Regions from separate parts of the Mus musculus genome. Here region 1 is linked to region 2. The links are chromatin contacts, called in public HiChIP or PLAC-seq maps. All regions are on one chromosome and are shown on one strand. Each heading gives the region's core, a stretch centred on a gene start, on an enhancer-like site or on the middle of the called end of the contact. The rest is flanking DNA. Distances are from core to core; before and after follow the strand shown. Region 1 has its middle 17 kb from the start of Gm35333. Region 2 has its middle 16 kb from the start of A530065N20Rik.

Evidence for each region. HiChIP or PLAC-seq counts read pairs in DNA pulled down with a chosen protein or histone mark.
Region 1: an H3K27ac HiChIP or PLAC-seq map of embryonic fibroblasts shows a contact between it and region 2, with 3 times the contacts expected there. The contact joins two enhancer-like sites. A contact is called at or near these places in 1 of 15 datasets of contacts at CTCF or cohesin (the NIH/3T3 cell line), 2 of 484 Hi-C or Micro-C datasets (the C2C12 cell line and adipose-derived mesenchymal stem cells) and 3 of 115 datasets of contacts at active chromatin or transcription factors (embryonic fibroblasts, fibro-adipogenic progenitors and heart atrium).

What each region holds. Positions count from the first base shown.
Region 1 is chr13:60,414,600-60,421,110 of GRCm38.p6, forward strand. No RefSeq gene overlaps it. Among named protein-coding and RNA genes, the nearest start is that of Gm35333, 17 kb to the right of the region's middle. Within about 2 kb of position 3,067, at least 79 of the 459 cell types and tissues checked have an H3K27ac peak or open chromatin away from gene starts, as enhancers often do. A contact at or near this core is called in the C2C12 cell line, embryonic fibroblasts, fibro-adipogenic progenitors and 1 more, where this site is marked.
Region 2 is chr13:60,010,417-60,017,099 of GRCm38.p6, forward strand. No RefSeq gene overlaps it. Among named protein-coding and RNA genes, the nearest start is that of A530065N20Rik, 16 kb to the right of the region's middle. Within about 2 kb of position 2,090, at least 36 of the 459 cell types and tissues checked have an H3K27ac peak or open chromatin away from gene starts, as enhancers often do. A contact at or near this core is called in the C2C12 cell line, embryonic fibroblasts, fibro-adipogenic progenitors and 1 more, where this site is marked.

The DNA of each region.
Region 1 (6,511 bases), core at 1,817-4,316, 410 kb after region 2:
GTCTCCAGACAGAGAGGTTAACAAAGTCCATTTTAAAGGTTACAGCTTGGAAATGGAATGCCAGTTCTAAGTTGAACAACAAATCACAACAGATACTCTCTTTCAAATCTGTAGACTGATACTTTGATACAACTTCACTTTGATACAAACTGGGGAGTTCTGTGTTGAAGACTTAGAATGGCCCCTGACCTCATCTGAGGCAGAGTTCACATTCTTTTGTGCTCAACTCTTTATATGCAATTCCTATAAGGCTGTAGACACATTGACACACTACAACCTCAGTGACACAGATCTCTGACAGAAACAATACAACATGTCTCCGTACCATCTCCTTCCCTCCTGTGATGGTCAGAGCCCAGGAAATGAAGCTCATTTGAGCTGCTAAGTGAACCAAGGAGACCCATCCATGTTTTCTTTCTGGTTTTGTAATGCTGGGGTTAGAACCTAGAGCCTCACCATGATAGGCAAACCCTTACCATTGAACTCCACCATTACTCCTCTCTCCCTTTCCAAATCCCTCCAGGTGGTTTGCTGAAGGCAACCTTTAAAGACTGAGTTAAGAAACTTAACTCAAAGCCAAGCTAATCAATGTGGCTGGCCACCCTTCAGCTTCCTAGTAACACACTTGGACATCATAGAAAAAGGCCAAAGAAGTCCCTGATTGCTATATTTTTCATTTTTAAAAATTACTTTTATTATTTTAATTATGTGTATGTGGTAGTTGAAGAGAGGCGTGGATACACATTAATGTGTCAGATCTCTCTGGAGCTGGGGTTACAGGCAGTTGGAAGCCACCTGACCTGGGTGCTGGGAATCAAACTTGGGTTCTCAGGAAAAGCAATATGTGTCCTTAACCACTCCACCATCTCTGCAGTCCCTTTGTTTTTGTGGTTTTGGCTTGGAGTTTGTGTTTGTTTTGTCCCGGCTCAATGAAAGGATGATACCAACTTTCTCAGCTTGCCAGCAGGGCCCAGCAGGGTTTATGTGAAATGGATCTCTAATATATAAGTCTTTAAGGGAGCTGAGCCCCATGCCACTACCAAAGTTGAAGAGTTCTTGATCATTTTCCCAGCCTCCAAGCAGCAGAACATGGCCACATGGCTTACAAGTGGTCAGTCATTAGAACCCACACAGCACTTTAAATCACAGGAGAATGATACACAGGCCAAAGTTCAACTATAACTACCTATAATGACTTCAGAGAGACACACAGACAGATGGACAGTGGTTCACGGTCACAGAGGCCACTGGGGCAGTGGGAACATGTACCCACCCTTCAGAGCCTTGGCCTTTACCTTTACCATTCATTACACTGTTACCTGTCTTTATGTAAATCTTTCCAGTTTCAGTGAAGTAGTGTCTGCTTCTACTGTTGCAGCAAAGAATGCATAAGAGCATCCATAATTCAAAGCATGCTTTTGCAGACATCAAGAGTGGCCATATGTCTTGCTTTAATACAGAGAATGTGAGCTGAAGCCAAGAGTCTCTTCTGAGCAGCAGTTCTAAGAACCACTCTGTAGTCACTCTGCTATCCAAGTTTTGGACAGCCACATGTCAACTAAGATGCTGTATAAAGAGCAGAGAGGGAAAAAAATCACCAATGCTGTGGGCTGCACAGTCTGTTCCAGCCGCCTAATTCTGCTCTTGTAGACAAAGTCATGAGTCATCATGCATGCCTGTCAATAAAACTTTATTGACAAAAACAGGTGCCTGGACACATTTGGCCAATTTTTTCCCACCCCCTCAGAGAAGACAGCTCTCTACACCACAGTCCTGCCTTCATGGGGATAATGACAGAAACATCTCACATAAAGTTCAGCATGTGTTCTGAGAGACATAAAATAGTTTCTTTTTGAATTAAAAAAATTATTTTATGTGTATCTGTATTTTGCTTGCTGCAGGTCTATGTGCCATATGTGTGCAGCGCCTATGGGGGCCAAATACCCTGAAGCTGGAGTTAAATACAGTTGTGAGTTACCACGTGGGTTCTGAGAACAGAGCTGTGGTTCTCTGGAAGGGCAGCCAGTGCTCTTAACTGCTGAGCCATCTCTACAGCTCTAAAACCTTGTGTTTCTGAACCATTAAACTTTGGAGTCACTTATTTCTGTAACATAACTGATTCTCTGCAGAGTAAAAGCAGAGGCTCGCAATGTAAGTATACCAACGTTGATTTCATATGATTCAATAAGGTTGGATAAACAAAATGAGGTTAAAACTCTTTCTATCTCAGTATCAAAGAAAAACAAAATATTTCATCTGTCACATGGTGTTTAATCAAGAACTGGTAACTACAAGGTGCCCCAGATCACCAGTACTCCCAGGACTAAAGCAGGTTAGAACGGAAGCCTAGCAGAGAAGAGGTCTCTAAGCCTTTCTTCTTGCTTTGGATGCTAGGATCTGGTGTGCACAGCTCACTGTCTGGGTCCCAAGCCTTCTACGTGAAAACCAAAACAGCCAGAAAACTAAGAGTTGTCTCCCCCATTTTGAGAGCACTGACGCCCACAGGAGGTTCCAGAATGAAAACTGGTAAACTACAAGTTCCCTGTGAAATGGACACTGTCTGTGGCCCGGGTGGATGGAGCAAGGACATGGCTCTTAGGAAAGCAGGGGTCATTTTCCAAGCCTTGGGATGCAGCTGGCCAGAGCCAGCAGAACAAAACTGGGGGCTGAAATGTGAGTGTTGGACTCTCTCTGCCCTGCACCCCTACTGAAGCCTAGCGCTCAGCCGTTCTCTTGGCCTTGGGAGTAGATTCCTTCGTGTTCCTTCGCTGTTTCCAAATTATTCTCTCATCTCAGATTCAGATATGAATATACGAGATACAAAATATAAGAAAATGAGCCCAAAAGCAGAAAACGGGGCCCTGGAGTTTCTTTTTTGACCCCTGTGCCTATGGAGCGCGGAAACCTCTGAGACACAGGAACCCGGCTCAGCCAGAGCCTGGTGCGAGTGGGATCTGTGGATGTGAAATTCCAGCTTAATCCCCGAGCCAGAGGCTTAATCCCTGAGCTCTGAATCAGACCTTGGCAGAGAGCAATCTTTCCGCTCTCTTGTAAATTTCCATCCCTCCAGCCCTGGAACCAATCAGCACCACAGCCTCCAGGGCTCCCTGGCTGGAGCCGCACAGCCTGGCCTACAGAGCTGCAGTGGGGCAGTCAGGCCCCAAGGTCAGGACACCTAAAGTTCAGCTTCTCTGAAACACTGGCCTGGTCACCTGCCACAGGGCTCAGATACCACCGTCATCCTCTTCCTTCTGACTATGGCTAAGGTTGACAAACCATACACCCACGGACAGAGGAGCTCACAGGCTCTTGCTCGGACAAAGGTGACATTTTTTCCCCCCAAATACCATTCTGTTGTAATCACAGCCGGGCTGGCTCATTTCTGAAATGTCCCTAGGATCTTCTGTGTCACAACAGCCAGGTGGCGTTGCTATCATGGGAACCTTAAGACCCACCAAGCTTAAGATGTTAACAAACTGTTCCTTCATATAAAGTTGGGGTGGCGGGGAGCTGGATTCACACCTTGTCCACCCAATGCAACAGGGACATGTCATAGCTCTAGAAATATGGTCAACCTGCACCCCTCCACCAGATAGCCAAGGGGAACAAGGCCCTAAAGATGGTGGGAGTTATATCTGTTATATACACTTTTGTATGAGCGTGGTGTGTGTATATATATGGTCTGTGGTATATGTGCATGTGCTTGTGTGTGTGCACGCACTGCTGTGTAGTGTATGTGTTTGTGTCTTTATGTCTGTATGTACTTGGAAGCTTATACACTGGAAGATCGAAAACTGAAAAACATAGAAGAACATTTACCGCCGGGCAGTGGTGGTGGTGCATGCCTTTAATTCCAGCACCTGGGAGGCAGAGACAGGCAGATTTCCGAGTTCGAGGCCAGTCTGGTCTACAAAGTGAGTTCCAGGACAACCAGGACTATTCAGAGAAACCCTGTCTCAAAAAAAAAAAAAAACCAAAAAACAAAAAACAAAAACAAAAACAAAACAAAAAAAGACATTTACCATATTTAAGCAAAAACATTTCAAGGGAACACTCCAAAAATACAATACGGGACAGCCGGACTCTGAGCACTAGGGAATAAAAGAAACTCTACCACTGCTGTCACTGATATTACCCTTAGAGTTGCCAAGTGTTCCCCCACATACCACCCATCTCTTTACCCTCTGAGCCACAAGCAATGTGAGGATATGAACCCCCGTTGAAGGGACACACACTAGAAGTGATACCCATAGCGGCCTATGCTGGGAACTAGCCATTTCTTCTCTCCTGTGTGCTTCGAGATGACATGTAGACCTGCCTCAGTTTTGCCCAGGAAGTGGGTGTGGCTGTTGACATGGGGCAACCCTAGACAGTGGCTGATGGCTTACACAGCAGCATGGTGTGTATGGAAGCAGAGGAGAGGGCACATGGTCTATCACACCACCCCAAGTCTCAATAAGCTCTGAACACAGTGTGTCCCCCGTATTCATTATGTCTGATTGTGAACCAGTATTCGAGGTTTAAAGACATAATTAAAACACAGCAAACGCCTGTTGTGGGCAGATTGGTGTAGATCCAGCCTGTGTGTACTTGAGATGAGTCTAGAATTCTGTGAGGCTGACATCACGTCCTGTTTTAAAAAGTAAGAAGACTCCAACTCAGAAAGGCCAAGCAGCCTGCTTGAGGACACACAGTTGATAAGATCAGCTCTGCTCAGCACTTGGCACAGCCACACAGAGACACCCCAGGGCCAACTGAGGAAGGCACAAGTGTCTCAGAAGGAAAGAAGATGAAGCTGAATCCTTAAAGCCAGAGAGGGGTGACCTCCTAGCCCCAGGCTTCCAATAAATGCCATAGTTTTCCTTTTCTCTTATCTCACAGTCTGTCTTCAGGAACAGTGGAATTCTAATTATTTACATAAACTATTCGGGCCATGGGTGCAACAAATGGGTTTGTATTGACTAGGTTTATGGGGGGGAAAAGGAAGCAAACAAGGATGTAAAGTTCTAAAAGGAGTCATTTCCAAAAGTTTCTCCTGATGCTACCATTGTGCATCTGTGCGCATGTGCAGGCAGGTGCATGTGTGCATGCGCACAAATACCAGCCAGACACAGGTGTCTTTATCTATCATACTTTACCTTGTCCAGTGAATCCGGAGCTCTCTGATTTGGCTCGACAGCAAACCCCAGCAGTCTCATCTCCCTCTCTTCACTGCAGGATCAAAGGCGTATGCTACTCCCCGCGCCCCCCCCCACTTTTTAACATTGGTGTTGAGAATCCTAACTCAGTTCCCCAGGTTTGCAAAGCGAGCACTCTGCCCCAGCCATCTTGCCCATCTTCCTCACCCACTGATCCTCATATATTTTCTTTCAGATATATTTCTACTATTTTAAATTAAGTGTGCAGATGCCTGCAGAGGCCAGAGGTGATGGACTCCAGAGATGGAGTTATGGGTAATGGTTAGCTACCTGACCTGGGTACTAGAAACTGGAACTCAGATCCTCTTTAAAAGCCGGAAGTATTGCTAAGCCACCTCTCTGACCTCAGTTCTTGTTGCTGAAGAAACCTGTGGTGACAAAGGGGGGACAAAAAGACAATTCTGAAAACTGTATTTTAGGATTCGTTGATTTGGAATCTACGCGATACAGTAGCTCTCTTATATAAGAACTGAAAACTCCTGAACAAAACTTTCAATTTTATGTCTTTCATATTACATTTATTTCTTATGTATGGCCCTCAGTATTAAATGACACGTTTCCCCTAAGGGAAAGGTCCCCCTCATTCCTTACATCTGGGGAGGACAGCAGAGCAAGCCTAGCCTTCAGAGGGCCATGCTGGCACCGGATGTGACCCACAAACATGAGAACAGAGAGAGAAAGGAAAGGGCAGCCTGTGCCCTCTGCCTCTCTCCACACTGGCTCAGCATGTGTGCGTCTTTCTTGTCCCCACTTGGCAAGAAGGAAGATCTCGGACAAACAAGAGACTGAAAGAAGGAGGCCGGCCCTTCTTTTCTTAGCAGCATATTGCTAAGCGCAGTGTACAATGCACACCCAGCCAGCGACCATGCCTGACCCTCCTCGCCACAAGCCTCCTTGACAACACTGACCTGCTGTGCACATTATCTCTGCTCTTTGTGGCTTTGGGGGTCAGAACCCTGTTCCTGGATGAGACCCAGGATAGGAAGGAAGAGGAAACAAAAATGTTCTTTTTTTTTTCAATGAAGTGGTCTGATTACACACAGTGACAATCCCTAAGCCACCCCACAACTGTATGCCCACCCCCAAGCTGCAAGTTTGCAAAAACCACAGAAGGTCCTCAGTGCTTTCTGACTCCAGGTCACCTCAGCCCAGTGCAGGTGACAAGTATGAGTTCTGTACCCTCCCAAGGGGTGGCTCCTGGCTCACCATCTGTGAGCTGTGTGACTTCAGACACTCCCCTCCTTGAGCCTGCATTCTAGGGATCTTGCTCTATACACTGGGTGACCAGAGGTGAAGCTGCTGATGTCCTAATT
Region 2 (6,683 bases), core at 840-3,339:
TCTGCAGGAAAGGAATACTTCCCCGATGATGTGAAATAATATCTCTAAAGCATTCACTAAAAGTGTAATGTGAGCTACTCAATGAGCCACAGCACTCAATGGCACCAGAATTTGTGATTTAGACTCAAGGACCTGAGACCTAAATTTTCTGTATCAAATCCCCAAAGAGGAGGTCACACAAAGTAGCACCCAGCCCGAATGCCACTTGTGATCCTTGCTCCTGCAAGGGAGGAGCAGAGAACTCTCCTCCCCTCCTCACACTAGTTAGGCTGAGGGCAAGCCGTGCCTTCTCTTGTCTTCATACTCTCTGTTCTTCACATTATGTATAACCTCAAGAGCCCAGGGCAAGAGACCAGCGTCTAGGGAAAGACCTATCCAGAGAGAGAAATTTCCATTGCTGGTCACGAGTTAAGTCTTTGCCTCTATTGACGATAGCTTACAGCTAAAACAACAGTGTTCAAGGAATACCTTGTGCTGCCACGGACAACTGCTGAGGGTCAAGACACAGCTTGGGGTATAGCTCAGTGGTAGCGTACTCACCTTGCACACAGGAGGCTTGGGTTCAATCTCCAGCACTACAAAACAAAACCTATGTGGAAGGCAGACAGGGAAGAGAGCAAGGGGCTGAACGGCTGGTGATTTCCGTTTCAAGATCTTGCAAATAAGAACAAGAAAATGGGACTGGAAGTAGAGATCATTTCCTGCTAGATACTTCTGTGATCTAGAGTTTCATCTTCCTTAGAAATGGTGAGACACGGAAGACAAAGAGCATCACACATTTTTTAAAAAGTGATTTATTTTTAACTACGTATGCATGTGCATCTGTGTGGGTTTATCCACATGAGTGCAGCTGTCTGCAGAGGCCAAAAGAGGTCATTGGATCTCCTGGAACTGGAGATACAGAGTGAGGGTCCTCTGGGAGAGGACCACATGCTCTGAGCCACTGAGCTGAGTCTCCAGCTCCAGCATCACATTTGCTTGGTTCAGATTCACAAGTTGTAAAATGTTAAAATGTTTCTTTATTTACTTTTTTCTCAAAGAGCTGAGAATTGGCCTAGGGCCCCTGAGAGGGCTACACAAATATTTATCACTGAACTATACCCTCAGCTCTTTGTTGTGTTATAGTTAGTGCATGTCATAATACATGCATGTGTTTTTGGTGCGTGGTATGGTGTTGGAGGTCTGTGTAGGGATCGGTGTCCAGTGTATGGATCAGTTCACATAGTTGTTCATTTGTGGTATGAATGCTTGCAGCATTTGCCTTTCCAGATACTCAGGAATAGTCAATGGAATATTGTCAGCCATTGTCACCCTGCTGTGCGATACAAATCAAATTCGTAAGATCTGCCTGCCATTTTATTTTGTACTCTCTGACCACTCTTTTTCTGTCCCCTTACCCACTTCCCCACCCCTCTTCTGCTTCTGACAGCCACTGTGTTATTCAGCTTCTTCAGATCACCATGTAAATAAGATCATACTTTTTTTTTCTTTTAATCTGTCACTTAAAGGGAAGGGACTCCCCAAATCTAACTGATTTGCTCAAATCTTCCAGGGAGTGACCTCTTTTTCCATTACTGTTCATACTCCCTAGCCATAGCTTGGGAAATCAGGGCCTAGATTCTTAGCAGTGTTAAATTCTAAGACTACTTGGCAATGAAAACCCGATCTGAAGGAGTCAGAAGTTTGGATTTGAGTCTGGGCCTGCTGCCTTCCAAACAGGTGACCTTGAAGAAGCAACTGCCCCTTTGTGGTTAAGACTGAAAAAAAATTGGTTCCGATGATCTCCAAGCTCCAGCTATCAGACCCTGTGATATCCTTTACCGAGCCAGGAAGTTATGCTCACATCTTTCTCTCAATGTAATTCAGTCCAGTGTGGGGGAGCAGCAACAGACAGAAACAACTTCTGTTATCCCCCTTCTATCCCACGAGTCAGCACCAATTCCGTGCCAACCGTGTCCTTCTGTAAAGGATAGAGATCTAACCCACCAGGCTTCACCCGTCCTCATGAAACACGGAACAGAGGAGAATAGAGAAGGGTGCGGGGAGGGAAGGAGGAAGGGAGGGAGAGAAACAGAGGGGGAGAGATTATGTATTCACACTGAGCAAACCAAGCTTGTCTCATTCCTGGGCCCTGTGAACAGCTGTGGCCACAGCTGAAATATTCAACCCTACCAAATGACGACTTTCCCAACTCGGCCCCTCGCGTGCACCAGTGAAGTCACCAGCCGCTCAGTTTCCCAGCTTAGTAATGTGCGGGTCAAAGCCAAAGACATATTAAGAACAGATGGCCCAAGCTGACAGGGACAACTGCTCCAAAATATACTCATGGGGTGTGAGCTCTAATGCAAACAGGGGTAGGATGCTCCTCAGAGCATGCTAAACGTGCCTTTGGCTCTTTCCAACTCTCCACTGTTCCACTAGCATGTGACTGAGACTGTTGTGTTCCTCCACTTTGCTAATTACTGACCCCCCCAGAGAGCTGATCCAGAATGGTATCGAAAGATGGGGTCCCCAGGACCCTTGGAAACGAAGAGCATGATTCAGGTTGGCTTTCATTACCTATTCACTCGGTCAGTGACAAGTTGTTTAGAAGCCAATGACAAGCACCCCTAGTACCTACAGCAGTGTCATGCACTCTCACAGTCCTTCAAATGTTTACTGAGAATCTTCTATGAGCCATTATCTCAAAGACGGGCCTGTCTAATCTCTAAGAAGAACACATGCAACAAATCCAACCTCCTAGTTGACTTACCCCTCACTTTTGTAACACGGGAGTGTTTTATATCATATTCTTCAAATTTTTAAATGTTGCGTTGCCCACACAGCCGAAGTCTGTGCAATACAGACTGTGTCTAATCCAGAGAGCCTTGGTTAGCTGTTTTATGCTGAGACTCAATTAGTCACAGCATAGGGAGGTAGGTGATATCCAGAGCCAAAGCTGGGTCTTGCTATCATTCTCAAGAGGTTATGGGTACTTGGGGCCTTTGAAACAGGTACAGCTTTGTTATGGGTAGGCAGCGCTTAGATTAGAAGGTTTCCAGAGTGAATATCCAGGAGGAGGATGAATGGAGGGTCGCTCATATCACAGCAGGCTCCTTTGTGTGCACTGCTTGTAGAGGCAATCCTTGTGAGTAATTCCAGGCTTGAAGAAAGGGTTTGTGGGATAAAGTCTGACCCGTGGAAGGCTGCACTTCAGCGCCTACCTGTTGGAGGAGGGGCAAATACAGAGTTGGTCCTCTGCATCAATAGGTTCCACGTTCTCAGGTTCAGTCAAGCATGCATGACAATATTCCAAAAGATCAGGTCTGTACCAAGCATACCCACACACCCTTGTGATGATTCACTGAGCAATGCAGTGGCTGCTTACATAGTCTTTGCATGGTATTAGGCATTAGAAGTAACCTTGGGACCATGACAAGTCTGTGGAGGATGTATATAGGTTGCGTGAAGAAGCCAGAAGCTTCTCTGAGTGTGTCCAGCTGGACTGGGCAGGATATGCATAGGTTAAGAGAAGATTGGTAGCTGCCCTTCCTTGCTGCTGCTCAGAGCTGTGTTCCACTGTCTGCGGTTTCCACTTGTCCTTCTTTATAGCTCTGCATGGACTATGGATGTCTTGAAGTCAAGAGTCAGAGTTTTAGATCAGTGCCAATGTTTTCTGCAGTGAGCACTGTTGAGTAGGTTTCTCAGGAAGGTGGGTTTCATTAAATAAAAGATCTTTGCACTGGGCCTCTGATCCCAATTGCAAGCTCAGCTGGGTAGTAGGGTAGTGATCCCCTCCATTATTGTTCATCAGACTCTAGAAACTTCTTCTTCAGCACAGGGTGTGGCCGAGAGACCCAGGCCTGTAGTGTGGAGAACACAGCCAGCTGGATGAACAATGCTTATGTTTTGAAAGCACTGTGTCCTCTGTAGGATAATGTGGGCTTTGCGAAAACTCCATGCCCAGGCTCTCCAGGGGGCGAGAGACTTGGACACTGCTTTCTCCCTAGAAGGCTTCAGAGTCAGACTGATGGCTCCAACCCAGCCTGCACCTCCCAGATCCCTCCCAAGGTACCTCTAGCAGACCCAGATGGGAAGTGTCAGACCATCACAGAAACACACCAGCATACGCTGAGAAGTCTACGTTCCCATACGACAAGAGTTGCTCTTGTGTTCTTTAAGACACAGATTCACTCAAAAATATGATTGCTACCTGAAACCCCAGCCCCTATCCTTGTTTTCTCTTCATACTCACGTACCCTGCTAAGTCTAGCTTCTCAATTAACTTTGCAAGTTTCCCTTCAATCTGTGTTGCCAGTTGCTTAATAAAGACACCTGGTTCCCCTTGCCTGCTAGCCCCGGAGTCTCTACATTACAGCAACAATGACTATCCTCAAGCAACAAGACTCAGACCTCCATTCTTTCTGCCTTTTAGACGTTCTCTGCTCTGGTTCCAGAAAACCATGGTGGCTCAGACCTTTGTTACACTCTGGGCCTCTGTGACATGACGTACTATTTCCTCAAATTTTCTTCCAGGTTCTCTCTGTCAACCTTGCTATGTACTCACCAACTGATCAAGCTCAAATACCCTAGCCTCTGTGAAGCCCGCCTCCCAGTCTTCCTTTATCCATCAAGCTACTTATTACGCTTGTCTTGGACACCACAACATCCATGTGGCACTGCTTGAGAATTTAGCACGTGGTGGCGGGATTTTAGTGTCTGCCCTTTCGTTATTGCCTACATCTTATTCAGATTTAGGTCCCTGTAGCCTTGACGGACAGGTTACATAACTCCTTTCAGCTTCGTTTTCCGTTCATTTAGAGAGGCTACAAGACTGTCAAAGAGCTAAATATGATGAATCATAGCATACATTGCCTGGAATGTGGCAGCTCCAATAGACAGTAAACTGATACTATTATCTACTAGCATAACATTGGTGCAGAGAGGCACTGTCTTCTCGAACATACCTTCAGAGGGAAGGCTTCTATGCTCTGGGTTTGAAGGGATAGATTTTGAGGGGGGAGTGTAGCTGTTGGCATCAGATACTCAAGGGAGCAATTCACCACAGGGCTGGTGGCTTTCCTGGAGAGAAGACAACTTTGATTGGAACCTAGCCTCAAGTTGCTTGGGTGATGTGGACAGGTACATGGAAATCGACTGGCTTTTATTTTAGTCAAGTGAAGACAGATAAGAAGTGGACAGGAGTCAAGAGAAATCTATTTCTGTGAACGTCCTTTATAAATGTGTATTAACCTTTTGCGTGATCTAGTCTTAGGTAGTTCAACACCCACCCCTATAACAGGGAGAGAAAGCAGACTTTTATTTTGGCGTGAGCACAGAATCCCAGGTGCAGTCTCCTTTCTGGTGTGAAACAGACCCATAGTCTCTTGGAGTTCAGCAGAAAGTGATGTCAGCATGCACAGAGATTTGGGAGAAAACAAACCAATGTAAGGTCCTGCGCTGGGAAATACTGTTCCATTTCCTTCTGAAAGGAGCTCTCAGTGGTTCTGGAAAACCATCTGGAGAGATCCACTCCTCCCCCTTGGCTTTCGTGCTCCAATGCTCCTGATTAAAAGGGGGAAGGGGGAAAACATGGTGTGTGTTATCCTCATAGGCAGCCAGCACGCTGTAACCCATGGAGGGTTCTCCTGGATTGTTTTAAGAGCACTTTGCAGAGGCAGTCAAATGAAAGGCATGTGTTTCTTCATCAGGGAGACCTTCTCTTGGGGATATTTTATTTGCAGTTCTCTAAAGAGGCAAAGTCTCCACGCTTTTAATCTTCTGCACAGGAACGTCTAAACATTGGGAAAGCAGCACCAGAAAGCATGACCTCAGTGTCTCCGAAATCCTGCTAAGTCTGGAAACTTCTCCAGCCTGCTTGACCTTAGCAACTGGACTGTGTTGGATTTTGCCAGCGACAGCAAGTTTCGTTACAGTGTGGACAGTTCACTGAAGTGTTTTTGTCCTTGGGTTGTTTGGTCAGCCTCAGAGGAGCCAAAGCCATGCTGAGAAACTCAGTCTTGAATGTGGAGATGTCCAAATATCTCCTGTGACATCAGAGTCACACGGGCGTTCAAGGGCCATAGTCATTTACTTCTCTGGGAAAGATTTTCTACAAATTAAAAGTGGCTTAACGGGACACATGTCTGCAGTGTTCTTGGTCAAGAGGTGTCAACCCATTGTAAAAATTATGTTTTGACGCCACAGGATAGGTGGAGGAAGACTTCCCAGTTCCTTACGTGGAGGCTTCAGAAGGTTGTGTGTAGATTTAAGAATCAACAGGCACTTTTGGCCTTAGTTTAGGACATAGGAAACAAGGTGAGCTGCTAGGTAGTCAGGTGCAGTGCTCTATGATTCTGTGTGCTCAGAGCGACTACACGTAAAGTCTCAGAGCGCTTGCTATGTCTCCAAGTCTTGAGAAAGTGGAACAGAACTTTCATTTCCTTGTCCTAGTTGGTTTTGTGACTGAGTGGAGCAGTAGAGAAATGTCTGCATCCATTACTGCTTTATAACAAAACAGCCCAGAATGTGGACAATTCAAGCCACAAATAGCTTTCACCTCATGGTTCTTGTGGCTCTGAATTGAGGAGAGACTTAGGTAGGTAGTTCTGCTCAGGATTCTTAGTTGGTGGCAGGTCTCAGTTGGGGCTGGAGGCACCTGAAGGCACAAATGGGGCTAGAGATTCTGCTGACAAGATGGCTCT